Regions from separate parts of the Mus musculus genome. Here region 2 is linked to region 1. The links are chromatin contacts, called in public HiChIP or PLAC-seq maps. All regions are on one chromosome and are shown on one strand. The core of a region is the stretch at or near the end of the contact, and the rest is flanking DNA. Distances in the headings are between cores, read along the strand shown. Region 1 holds the start of Glo1 (glyoxalase 1). Region 2 overlaps Btbd9 (BTB (POZ) domain containing 9).

Region 1 (2,594 bases), core at 48-2,547:
CCTCAGCTCCACCAACTGCTGTCAAATAGGTTCCCCACAGGTTTCTAGTAATTTAGATTTCTGCCAGCTGTGCCTGTTGATTCCAGTGTTCTGCCTTCCACACTAACCATGATGGTTTTTACTTTAAAAACTTAACCTGAAGGCCTCGGAAGGGACTTCCCTATGTACTAGAAAACTGAAGTCAATTTTCACACACGGTGTTCTCTGTTTTGCAATCTGCCTGTTCTCCTCTTTGCCACTTTTTATTGGTTTGTATTTTTCATTGATCTGTAATTTTTTTTTACATATTCTGCACACAGAACCTATTATATTGGCCTTACATGTATATGACCTATACCTCTTTCTCCTAAGACCAGGTTTGTCTTCTTTATGTTCTGTTACATTAGAGTTATCAGTTCCTGTCACATTTCTCTCCCTAGTGTTAATCATGTGGTCATAGATAAACAAGAAGGAGGGGAGGGGATGAGAGAGGGAGAGATTAAGGAAAGATTCACCAAGAACCAAAGCTTCTTTAATTATTTTTAAGACTGAGTCACATGAAGCCCATTGTTGGCCTTGAACTCACTATGTAGCCCACACTGGCTTTAAATTTCCTACTTCTACCTCCCAATGACTGGGATTACAGATGTGAGCCACCATACCTGTACCATTCACCACATTTTAAAAGCTAATTTTAGATAAGACATCCCATCAGTTTTGTCTACACACATACTCTGTGTGTAGAAGTGAGTCATTAGAATCCCATTCAAACTCAGGTGGTTTGTGTATACTGCATAGTCAAACCACAGTTATTCGGTTCTACACACATTTTCTACATACATTCTCTACACACATTCTCCAAGGAGGCTCTGGGAAGACCAGTAAGTACCCCATGCTCCCCGGGCAAAAATATAGTGGAAGAAATACTTAAACTTAGCTGCTTGAAAACAAAAACAAAATCCTAAATTCGAATGGTTTTCAATTATCCTGGCTTCAGGTTCTTATACAATTTTTAAAAAGATTAACACCCAGTTCAAGCTCTCATTATTCTAAAAAGCGTAATTTCCACCAGGCTGAAATTTTCTATGAGGTTGCCGCCCCGAGGAATGGGTAGTTTTCAAGTTTTGTAATTATAAGCAAAATCAGGTTCCTAACACTTTTTTTTTTTTTTTTTTTTAAGAGTTGCCACTATTGTGCACAATGGCATTCTGGAAAATGTAGTCTCGCCATGCTGAACCAGACTCACTGGAATCCAATCAGCAGACAGCCAACAGCCATGTGCACCGTGGTTGGCTGGGAGCCGCGTCCGCCCGCCCCTTGGCCTGTCACTCAGCCGACTGCAAAGGCGTCCCCCGGGCCTTGTGGAGCGTGTGGTCCGCTGGCCTGTTTGCTACTAGGGCAGGTTGGTGATTCTCCAGGGCAGCCATGGCAGAGCCACAGCCGGCGTCCAGTGGCCTCACTGATGAGACCGCTTTCAGCTGCTGCTCCGATCCAGACCCTAGCACCAAGGTGGGTGACAGGGCCTCCTTTTCGGCGGCTGGAGCGACCTGGGGCTCTGGCCCTGCCTGACGGAATCCTAACCCGGTCTGGCCGCTGCTTGCATGTCGGCCGGCTGACGGCGCAGTGGAGTGAGCTGGAAAGAGGGCGATGGGGGCAGGGGCGGGGGGACAGTGCAGAGGGATCCCCATCTTCAGAAAGTTATTTCAAAACTTGTAAACGCCCCCCAGAGTGCGTTAACTTGTTTATTTTGGGCACGGTGTCTTGAAGCCAGGGCGATTCAGGGTCAGATTCCGTGTCTGTGGGTGCAGTTATCCTGGCTTAGGCGCCATGTCCCTTTAGACGGGCAGGCACTTTCAGAACTTGTATAGCTCAAGGGGCCCCTCTGTAACTGGTCCCTCTCAGCCGTACTCTTTTTCGTAGTCGCCTTGCCGCCAGGGTTCACTCCTCCAAACTACTGCGGTTGCTCGAATTTAACTGCCTTTGCTTGCTTGGCTTTGCCATTGCTCAAGTCCACACTTCTGTCCACCAAGAGTCTCTGGAGAGATTACAGATAATAAATAGGACCTCGACTTGGAGGGAATCTTAGACACTTTTCTTCGGACCCTTTCGTTTTGTAGTTACAACCAGTAAGGAGCTTAACCGATGGCATTGAAAAACTTTCCCTTAAACACGGCTGTACTTACAGTAAAGTAGGCAAGACTCATTCAGGTGTGGTCCCTGCCTCTGCATGGCCAAAAGTTAGACGTGGTGGCTGACGGAGGAATTTATTCCTGTATAGTCATCCGTGCCAGTAAACACCTATATTCAATTAGGTGCTGCATCATTGTGAATTCCTGGATTGAATGTGGGCTTTATGCAGACCTCTAGGAGGGGCAGATAGATGGTGAAGACTTTGGTCCCTGCTTGTTCTTTGCCTTAAGGGCAAACAAGAGTCAGACATACTGTAATTGCCAAAGCTTTTGACTAGCACCAGGTGTGTACTTAGGGACACTCTTAGTCACTACAAAATTAAGGCAGGAAGGAAAGGCCGAATACAGGCACACTCACACACACTTCTCCCCATTCCTTCTATTTACCCATACATAACCTTAGTATGCATTTAATTTTTTAACATT
Region 2 (2,594 bases), core at 25-2,524, 88 kb after region 1:
CCCTGGAGGAGTGCTGGCCCTAAGGCTTGCTCAGCTTGGCTTTTTTTGTTAAACCTAGGACCCATCTGCACAGGAGTGTGCTGCCCTCAGTGTGCTGGACCTCCTCTCACACCAGCCATTAATCAAGAAAATGCCCCCACAGAGTGTGTACAGGCCAATCTAATGGAGGTATTTCCTCAGTTGGGAGTTCCTCTTCCAGAAGACTGTATAGCTTGTGTTGACACAAGTTAACCAACACAGTAGGGGTAGGCCATGAGCTAGGAAGAGAGCTATATAAAGGGAAGAGGAGATCTTAAGAAAGGAGACCTCGAAAAAAGGTAGGTATGTATGAGTGAGTGTGTGTGTGTGTGTGTGTGTGTGTGTGTGTGTGTGTGTGTATGTATGGTAGTGGCATGTGAAGTGGAGCAAAGGAGTGTTACAAGTAAGAACAAAATGTTTGCAAACGTCACTTGCTCTGCATTGTAATTTTAAAAACTAACAAGATAAATCTGTTTAAAGCAAAAAAAAAGACAGGTATAGATGTGTGGGAAAGACCTCATTGCTTTATATAGTGGCACAGAATGCCTGAGTCTGATTGAAGGGTGCTGTTCTTTTTCTTTTTAAAATTGAATAGCCTGTGTTTCCTAGAACTCACTCTGTATGTAGCCCAGGCTGACCTCAGATCCACAGTAATTCCCCTGTTTCAGCTTTCCCAATGCTGTATTACACAGTGGAGAAGGGAAGAGCTAGGAAGACTGAAACCCAAGGAAAGGCTTGCTTTCTGTGGTCCGGTCAGGCTGACTGGCTGTGCATGTGGGCGTGCTCCACGCTGACTTTTTATGGTCCTTTTTTACCCTTTGCAGACAGCACTCCTGAATATCGTCTTAAGAGATTCGTTTGCTGCTCCTGAGAAAGATATTTTCTTAGCCTTGTTAAACTGGTGTAAGCACAATGCAAAAGAGAATCATGCTGAAATCATGCAGGCTGTGCGCTTACCTCTAATGAGCCTCACTGAGCTTCTGAACGTCGTGAGGCCATCAGGACTCTTGTCTCCGGATGCTATTCTTGATGCCATCAAAGTGCGGTCGGAGAGCCGGGATATGGACCTCAACTACAGAGGCATGCTCAGTAAGTACCTGCTCCCCTCCTCACCTAGGACTTTTGTTGGCATCATATGCTAGTTCTAGCTGCAGAGCTGTGGTGCAGGTCTGCAAAGCATATGTTGGGCCGAGAGCACAGAGCTCTGCTTCCTGTGGGTGTCTGTCTCTGCCATCTGTCCCAACAGGATGAGCTGCCACCAACCCAGCACAGCTATTTCCTGTCATTCTGGACACATTCTTTTATATGCTCCTCAGAATGTTGTAGACACTTTCCTGAAAGGTTGCTTGTCATTTCCTCCTTCCTTGACCAAGCCCTGTATCTAATTCTTTAGGTAGCACACATAGAGGTTCTAAGTAATGGGTGATGTTAATAACAGTATTTTGATTTTTCTTGCAAATGAAATAATAGTAATTGACAATTACAAAATGCTTTCTTTTTAAAAGATTTGTTTATTTTATGTACATGAGTGCTTAGTCTTCATACACCAGGAGGAGGGCATCGGATCCCATTACAGATGGACCTCTGAAAGAGCAGCCAGTGCTCTTAACCACTGAGCCATCTCTCCAGCCCTATAAAATGCTTTTTGTGTCATTGTGTTGGAAGGAGATTTGAATCACCATTCAAAGATTTCTATGATCTGGTTTAAACTGGCATGCAGACATTCTATTATGGGGCAGCATAAGCCTTCTGGGTGTACTCAGGGTCCCTCGGATACTCAGCTGTCTCTCTTAACCTCACCCATCTTCCAAACTGGTATTCACCCAATCACAGTGCCACTCCAGCTGACAGGGGTTTCTTGCCTTCTGCTCAATCATCCCATGGTGGTGCTCTCCTGGGTGATCTGGAAGAATTAAACTGGGTTCAGGAAGACGTGTGAGGAGGGAATTTAATCTGCACAACAGATACAGTGGAGTGATGGCTGAGCAGTGGGGAATAACAGAGGTATTGACTGGGTTCCAGGAAGGAAGATCTTGGTGCTAGCAGGATGTAAAACTGAGGATTACGTTTAGTGGATGTTACCACGGTTTTCTATATTAAGAAGCCAGAGATTCCAAGAGCCTATTATCTTAGGATAGTGAACAGTACCGGGTGAGCCCCAGCACCATCTACATTCTCAGAGTTAATGAGCAGAGTGCTCCTGAGAGAAGCTGAGCTTGCTTCTGTGCTGTTCTGTTGGAAGGTTTCTGATGTTTGTCAGTTCTGGTGAGGTTGACTGTTTCCTGGAGTGACTCCTCTGCTGACTGTTTCGGGACATTCCTGAAATGCTGGTGGGCCCTAAATAGATGTCCTCAGCCTGGTCTTATTTCCTGAGTTATCAGATCTAGATTTCTTTTCAAATGATAGTAGCTTTGTGGGTGCACATGCATATGTATGCACAACATGTTGGAGGCCAGAGGTGAACCTCGGTATTATTCCTTAGGAGTCATCCAACTTGATCTTGAGACAGGGTCTTTTACTGGGAGCTGGGACATGCTGAAAAGGCTGAGTGGCGACTGGACAGCAAACCCCAGGAT

What was found. HiChIP or PLAC-seq counts read pairs in DNA pulled down with a chosen protein or histone mark.
Region 2: a contact with region 1 is called in an H3K27ac HiChIP or PLAC-seq map of the HPC-7 cell line, with 5 times the contacts expected there. The contact joins the enhancer-like site here to the promoter of Glo1 in region 1. A contact is called at or near these places in 1 of 39 promoter capture datasets (the HPC-7 cell line), 2 of 484 Hi-C or Micro-C datasets (the HPC-7 cell line and embryonic stem cells), 7 of 115 datasets of contacts at active chromatin or transcription factors (CD8 T cells, the HPC-7 cell line, the SCID.adh cell line and 4 more) and 3 of 9 other capture datasets (adipose tissue, liver and pancreatic islet).

The regions. Positions count from the first base shown.
Region 1 is chr17:30,611,362-30,613,955 of GRCm38.p6, reverse strand. Glo1 (glyoxalase 1) reads left to right here and starts at 1,297. Exons shown (of 6, transcript NM_025374.3): 1 at 1,297-1,488. The coding sequence starts at 1,405.
Region 2 is chr17:30,523,226-30,525,819 of GRCm38.p6, reverse strand. It overlaps Btbd9 (BTB (POZ) domain containing 9), which reads left to right. Exons shown (of 11, transcript NM_027060.1): 4 at 843-1,107. Among named protein-coding and RNA genes, the nearest start is that of Btbd9, 52 kb to the left of the region's middle. Within about 2 kb of position 1,274, at least 45 of the 459 cell types and tissues checked have an H3K27ac peak or open chromatin away from gene starts, as enhancers often do. A contact at or near this core is called in the HPC-7 cell line and the SCID.adh cell line, where this site is marked.